2 separate regions of the Xenopus tropicalis genome follow, and region 2 is linked to region 1. A link is a contact called in public Hi-C data. All regions are on one chromosome and are shown on one strand. The core of a region is the stretch at or near the end of the contact, and the rest is flanking DNA. Distances in the headings are between cores, read along the strand shown. Region 1 has its middle 12 kb from the start of msx1. Region 2 has its middle 35 kb from the start of msx1.

Region 1 (5,791 bases), core at 1,885-4,384:
GGCTCAGTTCCATTCTATTTTTTATTTCTCCTCCAAGTTTATTGTCTAAAACGTCCCCTCTCCTTCTACGAATCGTTTTCTTCCCCTCTCTGAATTATTTTTAGTATTACTATTATTATTGTTGTAATGAATACGCATTGTAATTAAAAACAATACATTTTTAATTATGGTTAAAGCTTTACAAGGGAATAGGGAATTATTCTGTAATAGAAATGGAGACTGCAAATAAAGATTTCGCAATAATATCCAAATAACTGAACACACTTTATTTTTCACTTTGCTTGAGAATAATACAGTTAGTCTTTCCCAGCCAATGGCAGTTTGGGTGCCTATGGGACAAACTGTAGTGAAGTTATTCTGTACCAGTGAATAAAGCCAATCAGCACATTACAGTCAGTTGGTTCTACTAATCTCTACATTCTCACTGCACTGGTACCAATCTGCCCATAATTAGTAGTAGTATTAGTACTAGTAGTAGTAGTGGTGTTATTTGGGGTTATTTGGGTTTATTTAAAAAGAGTATTTTCTCACTTGTTACAGATAAAGTTAATCGAATTATTATTAGTATTATTACTATATAATGATATCAATATATAAATTCGAATTAATGTCGACTGGGCCTTATCATATACACATTTCTGCTTGAAAATGCACCAGATCTCACACAGATCCCTGTACATATAAATATAGTGATTATTTTAGATACATTCGAATATATTGTGTTCAACTGGATGTCAGTTTTATGATCGTTTTGCCTTTCTTTCTTTATCTTTATTATTAAGAAAAACTAACAGCTTTAGCTCAGTCCTTTATCCACATTTTAAGCCATTGGTATCATTTACCGTAATTTAGATTGATATTATTTGCTATGGAAATAACTAGCGCAAAGATCGAATTATTTCACATTCCCACTATTCAGGGGCTGCCTATTCTAATAATTGTGTGATATGATAATTGATTGGGGGTTCAGTGGAAGGGAGATAATAATAATAATGACACCCCCAACAAAACAAAGGACTAGGGAAGCTCTAGAGTCCAGAAAGGTCGAATGAAGATCAGGATACAAATCAGTCAAAGTAATAAAAAAATGGCCCATAGTTGCAGTGTTAAAACCATATTCTATAAGTGTTATTAACAATGTAAATTACAATGACAGGTACCTGCAATGCATTATGGGTGAAACACTGTAGTATGGGTACTACAGTAGTAGCAAAAAAGTTTATTTATATATAAAGCCATATGTATGTGCGATAATTCAGTATTTATTAAACACATTTCTTTCTGTATAAACCAGGGCCGCATTACTTTTTGGTGTTGATATTGTTCCAAGTACAGCGGAGAGACTGAAATCACTTTTGGAGGTAATTTCCTCCATATCAGAAAATAAATAAACAGGGAATTATTGTCCCAGAGATCATTTACAATTGAAGTGTTGAACAAGGGGTTATTTTTAGCAGTCTTTATTTAGGCTTATTTTGTAATTATATTATTTATTCTCAAATAATCTACATACTCAGTTAGTAATTATCTGTTTTCTCCGTGTCATAAGCCTCTGGCTGCACAACATGAAGTCTACTGGTTTTATCCGTATGAGCCAAGGAACTCATAGATACCCCTGATAGATAGTTGTACAGATAAACATGAATTCGTTCATACACCCCTTCATAACCTGGCAAAAAGAACACCCTGAGCAAAACAACTCAGAAATAGAGACAGATGGATAGATAGATAGATAGATAGATAGATAGATAGATGATAGATAGATGATAGATAGATAGATAGATAGATAGATAGATAGATAGATAGATTGATGATAGATAGATAGATAGATAGATAGACAGATAAATAGATTGATAGATAGATAGATAGATAATAGATAGATAGATAGATAGATAGATAGATGATAGATAGATAGATAGATAGATAGATAGATTGATGATAGATAGATAGATAGATAGATAGATAGATAGATAGATAGATAGATAGACAGATAAATAGATTGATAGATAGATAGATAGATAATAGATAGATAGATAGATAGATAGATAGATAGATAGATAGATAGATTGATGATAGATAGATAGATAGATAGATAGATAGATAGATAGACAGATAAATAGATTGATAGATAGATAGATAGATAATAGATAGATAGATAGATAGATGATAGATAGATAGATAGATAGATAGATAGATAGATAGATAGATATAGATCATAGTTGTGCAAATGCTTTACAGATATATATTAATATATATATATATAAAGACAGACAAACAAACGATAGAGGATTTTTTTTTAGAAGAGATAGAGATAAATGCAGATAGATGGACTATTGATAGATTAAAAGAATAAATATATGTAGGGAGAGAGAGTGTGTGGAAACAATATAGAGAGAGGCAGAGAGATGTAATTAAACCAAAGACAGGACAAAATGGAAAGATAAAATATAATTTAGGGTGACCAGATCACTTCTGATCACTTGGAAATTTCAGGGACAAGTCTAGAAACTCCAGCCAGCAGGGCTAAAGCGCAGTTTAATTTAAATGCAAACAGGGCTGCCCTGCAACATGTGTTTATTAGACGGGTCCCTGTATTTCCAAGTGATCCGGTCACCCTAGTATAATTATATGTGATAACAAGTTAGTGGGGGCACTCACATAACCTCATGGAATAATGAGAATGAGTGCAAAAGTATAAACGTGAAATAAATGGAATTAGCACGAATACATTACTCAGAGTTATGTATGTACATGTATTTATAGAGAGACGAGACCAGGGATAGGGAGATTAAACAGAGAGAGAGTGGGCTGGGGGATTGGGATGGGGGAGATGAAACATATTGCAGAGTGTCGCAATCTGATGGTTTATATTGTGACTTTTTTTATCGAACTTATAATTAGTAAAAGCTAATGCGCAACTTTGCGCCGTGACATTGACTCTGCAACTGCATCAGATTCGATTTTCAGTGAAGCTTTTGTGATTGTATGAAAGCGGTGAGAGCTTGTGTCAGATCAGTGTTACCATAACACACACAGCCATTCACACTCACATGTTCCACTTATATAACAGAGAGCTCAGTGATTCCCCCGCTGCACTGGGAGCTTCCACTCATCCACAGGGAACTTCCATTCACTCACCCCCTGCCTGCAGCCCGGGGGGCAATATCCCTCCAGTGTATCCCACCAGCCCGACTCTGCCTGCAGCCCGGGGGGCAATATCCCTCCAGTCAATCCCACCAGCCCGACTCTGCCTGCAAGGTGAGTCCCTTCCCTTTATGTTCTGTCACTTTTATTCTTACCTGTTCCTGTACCTGGGGAGAATTCATCCCCCATTCATTCATCCACCCCCCCCCCCATTCATCCCATTCCCCCCATTCATCCCATTCCCCCCATTCATCCCTTTCCCTTCCATCTCACCTCTCCTTACCTGCTCCCCAGGAAGCCTCTGCGCCTTTGATGTGCTTGTTGGCGATTCACTTGGGCACAAAGCTCTCCCCTAACTGGGAAATGAGCTGAGGAACAGCCTGTATTGTGGCCATCTGATAGCTGGAGATAATGCACAAAGCAGCTCCATAAATCTGCCTTATATGCGCTATGGGGAATTAGTTTTGCGCTGCACATTGGTGCCCTGTCATAGGGAGATACACTGTTTGTGTTCAAAGGGAAAATCGCCACATATCATTTTTTTCAGGGATGTATTACCTGAAAACGAACAGAACGAAATGCTTATCCCCCCCTTTAATACGTTTTAGTATATTTCTAGAGGATTCAATTTTCTTAACTATTCCATTATATTTTTTTTCGAATTTTACTAAAAAGCAAAGTATAAAGAACCCCAAATCTGTCAAAATTATGACACTTTTCTGTTTTCTTTATTAGCTCATTAAATGTCATTATCGTGTCAGTAATCCCTTGACCTGTGTTCTAGTGAGAGACATTTGACACGACGAATGTGGAATTCCCACAAATTGTCCTATTTGCAGCGTCATTCACTGGCGAAAATTACTAACCATGCACTTTAATTGCCTCTCAGTTGCACTTTGTGTAAACTGGGAGAAAAAAAAAATCTGCACTTGTATTATAATTAATAACGTGTATTTTTTAATTCCCATAACGATAGGGAATACATAACAGACTTAAAATCGTTAATTAGATTTTGTAATAAATCATCGGGCAATTGTAAAGCGCCGTTGACATTTTTAGCGCTTTGAGTGAAATGGAACATAAAAAGCTTGTTAAATGCGGTTAATATTTTATAATGATTAATAAAGGCTGGGAAAGAATCAGTGATAAATATTTATGGGCAAAATGTAAGTTTAATTCATGAACATATCATATGTTGGCCAAGAATATTATAATTCGTGGAAACACAACAATTCGTTTACAAAGACTGCAAACATATACACGATTGATTTTTACATAATTTAATTGATTTTGTAATAAATACATACACACGGATACAAAAATAAATATGAGAAATACGAAATGCATGTTTAACATATAAACAAAATATATTTACCCTGCCATCGATTGTACAAATAATGCAATATTTGTGATTCAAACGTTACCCTATAGTTTTCTTTTTATTGATTTCGTTTTTTTTCGTTTGTCGAATTTCGTTTAAGACACTGAAATAACTTTATTCCCAGAGTAGCTGATCCTGTATCCGCGTCAATTCTCTTCTTATTCTCCCAAGGTAATCGGTAAGTAAAAGGCACCGTACAGAACTGTCCGTGGGTAGGAATCAGTTTGTAGCCAAGGGCGCCACCCAGTGGCGGTGAACGAGTCAGTGCAGTTAGCGTATTACCAACATTTTGTTAGCCTGATGGGAATCTATTCTTCTGTTTCTTTAACGGTTTATTTGAAGGCGTTTCACCAAAACCTCTGTTTTTATTTCCTAGAATTATTTCCCTCTAGAATATAATGAAAAGTTCGGAGTTCATGTAGGCGATTTGGGTTCAGTTACACCTCTCCAGTTACTTTAGCCTTGTGTTTGGGATTATTGTGCTGCTGAAAGAGGAATTTACTTTCTCCCATGATTGAGTTTTTTTAGTAGCCTGATTATTTTGCAGTATTTTCCCTGTATTTGGCACTATCCATTCTTCCTGCCCAGTACCTGCTGATTCAAAGCAGCCCAATAGCAGAGTAGACCAATAGCTGCCCAGAGCTGGCCCAAGTGGCAATGGCACTAAAGGTGATAAATATTACTTGTTCCAGTGCCACAAACACTGCCATTAACACCCATTGGCCCTGCTTGCACTAAACCTTGCCCCCCTGGCTGCTAAATCCACACCCCACAATCACCCCAAGGTCTGCAACCCCCACTCCCACCGCTCTCTCCCTCCTGCCACTCTCCCCCCCTCCAATTTGCACCCCTCCTAATTGCAACCATGGCAACTGCCTCTTCTGCCTCCCCCTAGTTCTGACCCTGCCACCTATACATGCATTTTTGTATCTGACACTTGCTATTAGCTCTTACTTCATTGTGTGCCAGGGTTGTATTAGGAGCTACTCAGGATGCTCAACTTCTTTGGAGAGCTGGGGCAGTTGATATATGCCCGAGGGGCACAGCTGATGCCGTACAAAACATAAATCCACAGAAATGCATTTCTTCAGTGTGTAATATTTAGTAAAGAAATAAACATCTGGCAAAAAAACAAATATATGATTTCACTCCTTTTGCCTTTTGTACTTCTCAGATTCGTTATGGGCTGAGCTTTCAAGAAGTCCCCTTTGTGCACCTTTGGTCAATATATGGCATTCCCAGCCCAGAGAGATTGCAGTGTATGTG
Region 2 (5,791 bases), core at 1,600-4,099, 47 kb before region 1:
CTCCATAGCCACAGCAATACAACAGCTCCCCTAGTTGTCACAGAAAGGCTGGCATTGATTATATCAACTACCTAGATTAAATCTTGTGAGATGGGATGTGGGAGTTACCTCTCATTGCAGGTGTGTGAGGCAGGAACATATGGGTGACTAATGGTTAATTATACATATATAGTTCTGTAAATGTTTCATACCTGATGGTTTACATTGTTTCTTTAAATGGGTACATTATTAGTAGTATTAGACAATTAGCAAGAAACAAATAAGGTGTATCAGTGGGGCATCAACTGGCCATACACGCTTGGATTTGGTTGGCAGTTTTTAGACAATGGACACATTTGTCAGGTCAGAGGGGCATTCCCGGCAGTTCCAGTTGTGTTGTGTTGTGTTGTGAACCATAAGAAGGTGGCCATACAAATGTCTAGGTACTTGTACAGTCAGTGGTGTTTATAGAGAGGAGGGAGACGCTGCGGGCACAGGGGCCTCTTAGGGTAAGAACCCACGGAGCAGTTACTCGCCCACGATAGCAGAGATATATGAACCCACGGAGCAGTTATTTGCCCACGTTAGCAGAGATCTAAGAACCCATGGAGCAGTTACTCGCCCACGTTAGCAGAGATCTAAGAACCCATGGAGCAGTTACTCGCCCACAATAGCAGAGATCTAAGAACCCACGGAGCAGCTACTCGCCCACGTTAGCAGAAATTTAAGAACCCACAGAGCAGTTACTCGCCCACGTTAGCAGAGATCTAAGAACCCATGGAGCAGTTACTCGCCCACGTTAGCAGAAATCTAAGAACCCATGGAGCAGTTACTCGCCCACGTTAGCAGAAATCTAAGAACCCCCGGAGCAGTTATTTTAGTAGAGATCTATCACGGGCGAGTAACTCGCTCTGTGGGTTCTTACCCCATATTTGATTAAAATGGAGTCTATGAGAGTTGGCCTTTCCATAATTTGGAGCTTTCTGCATAACGGATCCCAAACCTGTATAATTAATTATGCGTAAGTGTTTATTGCTTTTTTTGCCTAAGTAAAACCAGGGTTGCCACCTGGCTGATAATTTACTGGGCTGGCTGTTAAAAAGGATGCTTGATCCCTATGTAATAAATAGGGAAAAAGATAAAAATATAGGAATGCCTTGAAAAGGTAAACTTCTCAATAAGCCTTAGAAAGCTACCAATTCTGCTGTTCGTTAGAGGGCAGTGAATACCCTATATATTCGAGTATAAGTCGATCCGAATATAAGCCGAGGTACCTAATTTTACCTAAGAAAACTGGAAAAACGTATTGACTCGAGTATAAGCCTATAGGGTGGGAAATGCAGCAGCTACTGCTAAGTTTCAATAATCAAAATACCAATAAAATAACATTAATTGAGGTATCAGTGGGGTATATGTTTTTTAATATTTATTTCAAACAAAAACAGTAAACTAGCTCTGTAAGTGGAGAAGAGGGTCAACAAAAACAATATGGTATCAACAATGATACCTTAAGTGTACTACCCCCTTCACTCAATCAGCAACCCAGCTAAAACACAAAGAGTTAAAATCCTTCAAAACTATATATAGTTTCTATATAATATAAAGTGCAATGTCTAGTGCAGAATGTGCCTAGGACAGGTGAGGATGACAGATTAAGATGAATTTGGGAACGGGCCAAGGCACTGGAGGGTCTGGTTGCAGGTGGCCTAATTTGCACACAAAGGACAGAGGGTGCTAGTCTGGAGGGACCCATGGCACCCGACTCGAGTATAAGCCGAGGGTGACTTTTTCAGCACATTTTGGGTGCTGAAAAACTAGGCTTATACTCGAGTATATACAGTAATTACAGTTGATGGATTATATTACATATCTCACAGGCTATGGCTTCCCTCACTCATACAAATACACACGTATGTGCAAAGAGAAGAGCAAACTATACTAACAATGGAATACTTCAATGCAAAATTCTGCTTGTTAATCATACTGAAATATAATATATAGTATAAATAAGTAATATATAGTATAAATAAGTAATATATAGTATAAATAAGTATAATAGTATAATAGTATAATTGATATGAATGGAGCAATCTCTGTAAGGGCACTGCATAAGACTTGTATCAATTTCTAATAAAATTTGTATTCAACTTCAAATAAAATCTGAATTTATATCCTTCTATTTATATATATAAATGTTTATAATTTTTAATGACTCTAGAATTAAATTTTATAAGTATAAAACATATTTGCTCGTTGTTGTGTAATTGTTGTGTGATTTTAATCTGTGTTATTTTCCCATCGTTGTAGGTTCATGTTAGCTGGGTTTTTTTGTTTTTTTTTACAATTATTTGCCTTGAGGTGTCACTTGCGCAAACACTTCACAATTCTAATTTTTTTGTCTCCCAAGTGGCACTAAAGCTTTAATGGCAGACTACACCCTTCCATAAATAAAGGCTCAAAATAATTAGCATAGAGGATCCATTTCAAAACGCAGCCGACTTTATGGAGCCTTCCCTCGTTCAATTAGAGCACTTGAAGTATTTACCCGCAGACTGTTGTGCTTTACAACTCTGGAAAGTAACAATGTTAGCAATGCTGTAAATGGTGGGAGTGAAAGAGACTTCAAAGGCGAAACATTTCCAGGTAATTGCTTCTAATTATCATGTTTAGTGACAGTGATGTTCTGTCTCTTGACATACTGATTGTATCTCCTGATATCACTTGTGGAAATTATCCTGTGCTTAATTGATTACACCTCCTTTACCTTGATAGCCAGCTTAAAATGATTCATAATGCACAAAAAGGCACAATAAACAGACCAGGTCTTTAATTAAAGGGAACCCGAGGTTATCTAGGAGCCCACACTGGCTAGCCTTTCAAGTGCAGGCCCTGTATGGCCTGGGATTTACGTGCACATTCTGAAGTCTCCACCTCTCCCAGGAGCAAACATCAAAGAATTTTATGCAACTGATTGCGAGGAACATGTCAAACAGTTACTGATTAAAAGCATGTGATGTTCTTCAGGTCCTACAGACGTATGTGGACCCCAAAGGGTACAGATAAGCCCCATATCTTATAATGGAGTCAGAAGGACGTTTATAATGAGACCCGGCTGTTGTGATCCTATCACATTGATGGCTCTGGTTGACCTCTGTTTGCCCATGACTTGTAAGGGCTCTGGCATATGAGGAAATTTGTTGCCTGCGTTTTTTCCCCCCGGCGTTTTGGCGACAAGTCGCCACGACAATACCCACGAAGAGATTTCATGCCAGTTGAGCTCCAGGCGATCTGCTACCCATGGTTACCCCTCCCACATGTTTACTCAAGTCGCTCAGAAAAGGGTCTGTGTGCGATTTGAAACAGCAGGCGATTTCCATTGGTTTAGCATTGGCGTCTTGTCGCTCGTCTTGTCGCCAAATCACTCTTTTAAAAATCACCAGCGACAAATTTCCTCCTGTGCCAGAGCTCTAAAGAGAAAGCCACGCTTCCATGTTCCAGGTAGGTATAGCCTGGCATTGCTATCATTTATGACATCCTAGTTATACTCACAGTGCACAACCAGCCATTTGCTTGTCTTAAATTGAGTCATTGCCAGTTGCTGGTAAGACATATTAACCTGACATCTTGCCAGAGGCAGATGGCACTAGAAAATTGTGGGTATGGTTGAGAGTGTCAGTAGGCACTGGCTTGCATATTTATCCACGATGGGAGCTACAACTATGATAGTAGTCAGGGCTGCCATTAGGGAGAATGGAGGAACTGCAGTCAAGGGTCCTACGTCCTAAAAGAGAGATTCAAGGGTTATGAAGGGACAGGGCCCAAAACCTTTGAGCAAAGCAAGGTTTTAGCATATTGGTCCATGACTGGACATGGTCATGTGTATGTGGTCTTTTTTCATTAGGACCCAATTTTACTGGTTGGCCAGGCTTATGTCTCTAATGAGCTAATGACTGGGGACCCCTGCGGTAGTATGGGGCCCTGGGTTTCGTGAGAGTGACCATGTTAGTAGTGGTTAAATGCAGGGGAAAAGCTGCAATTTGCCAAAGCAAGCTTTAGCCAGACAGGGTCAGTGCCAATGCAGGGGCACTGCCAAAAAATTCACATGAAGTCTTCTTATTGTACATTATCCAAAAGCACAAATCGAAAATCTACATGCCAATGAGTCCCAAGGACTAAACCAAACTTTTGAAACTAGTTTTCCTACTTTAGGATTGAGTCTTCTGATTGCGTATATCCCCTATGCCTTTTGTTGGTTGGAGCAATGCCATTATATGATTATTCTACATAACAGCAACAAATGTAGTCCAATTGACTTGAGACATGAGGAGAGGGTAACGGCAGAGATGGTACAGTTTCTGTTGGTTTGTAAAGTGATGGTAAGTGCATAGTAAGAGGTGAATACCAGTGGTAAGTGAGTGTGTGAGCAAAGAGTAGGGGGTAATCAAGTTTAGGAGGGCTTAGATTATAGGTTTGAATGAAAAGGTGAGTTTTAAGTGACCGTTTGAAAGCCTGGATGTGAGAGTGAGAGAAAGTGATGAGGGAGAAGGAGAGGAGGAGGTTGTGTGCAGACCGAAGGTTATGTCTGGGGGTGTACTTGGGGATTAGGGTGGTTATATATAGTGGTGAGGCACCAAAAAGTGCTTTGTAGGTAAGTACAAGAACCTTCAATTGAATCCTGTATATGACAGGCAGCCAGTGCAGGAACTGGCAGAGAGGGGCAGAGAGGTGTAATGTTTGTTTGAATTTCAGGAATGAATGAGAGGGAATGAAAACTTGTGGAACTAGTAATATTATTATTTTCCACTCTAAGGGGCGGGACAGATGGGGAGATTAGTCGCCACAACAAATCTCCCTTTTCATGGGCGACTAATCTCCCCGATATGCCATCCCACCGGCAAAAATGTAAATCTCCGGTGGGATGGTAGACGTGATGACGCGATCGCCGAAGTTGCCTCGAGAGACGCACCCTGTATGCCATCCCACCGCCGATTTACATTTTTGCTGGTGGGATGGCATATTGGGGAGATTAATCGCCAGCGAAAAGGGAGATTTGTCGCGCAGTGACTAATCTCCTCGTGTGCCACGGCCCTAAGGGTGAAGACACACAGAGCTACTAGTAGCAGCTACTTGTCATGGCTACAAAATAGACAATGCTGATCATTTACTGATAGTTGTCTCTATAGCTGGCCATACACGTGGCGATCTGACGATGTTTCGTGCGACCATCGGTCGCATGAAACATCGTCAGATCCGCCACACACCATTCAGGGCTGAATCGGCAGGTAAGGAGGTAGAAACAATAGGATTTCTACCTCCTTCTGCCGATTCAGCGCTGAAGGGAGATTTTGGTCAGGCGCCTTCTATGGCGCCCGATCAAAATTTTCAAACTGGTCCGATCGGCGAGTCGGCCGATATCAGCAGCTTCTTGCTATATCGGTCGGCTCGCCGACATACCATACACACACCGAATATCGTACGAAACAAGGTTTCGTACGATATTATCGGTGCGTGTATGGCCACCTTAAGTGTGTTTTAGCAGAGGCAATTCTCAGTATTGTCTATGGCAGTGGATTTTCTGGCGTGAAAAAGTAGCTGCTACTAGTAGCTCAATGTGTCTAAACCCTAGCAGTAATATCGGGCAGGGAAACAAAGATAGAATGTGGGAAGATGACCAGTTCACTTTTGTCCATGTTGATTTTGAGGCAATGAGAGGACGTAAATGCTGAAATTGCTGTGAGACAGTTGGTGTCACAAACTAAGAGCGAGGGCGGGTCTGGAGAAGAGAGGAAGATTTGAGTATCATTTGCATATA

The links. Hi-C and Micro-C count contacts between places; a contact is called where the count stands out from the background.
Region 2: a Hi-C map of neurula embryo shows a contact between it and region 1, with 2.7 times the contacts expected there. The contact joins two enhancer-like sites. A contact is called at or near these places in 3 of 5 Hi-C or Micro-C datasets (gastrula embryo, neurula embryo and tailbud embryo).

The regions. Positions count from the first base shown.
Region 1 is chr1:25,957,689-25,963,479 of UCB_Xtro_10.0, reverse strand. No RefSeq gene overlaps it. Among named protein-coding and RNA genes, the nearest start is that of msx1, 12 kb to the left of the region's middle. Within about 2 kb of position 3,134, at least 1 of the 11 cell types and tissues checked has an H3K27ac peak or open chromatin away from gene starts, as enhancers often do. A contact at or near this core is called in neurula embryo, where this site is marked.
Region 2 is chr1:26,004,194-26,009,984 of UCB_Xtro_10.0, reverse strand. No RefSeq gene overlaps it. Among named protein-coding and RNA genes, the nearest start is that of msx1, 35 kb to the right of the region's middle. Within about 2 kb of position 2,849, at least 1 of the 11 cell types and tissues checked has an H3K27ac peak or open chromatin away from gene starts, as enhancers often do. A contact at or near this core is called in neurula embryo, where this site is marked.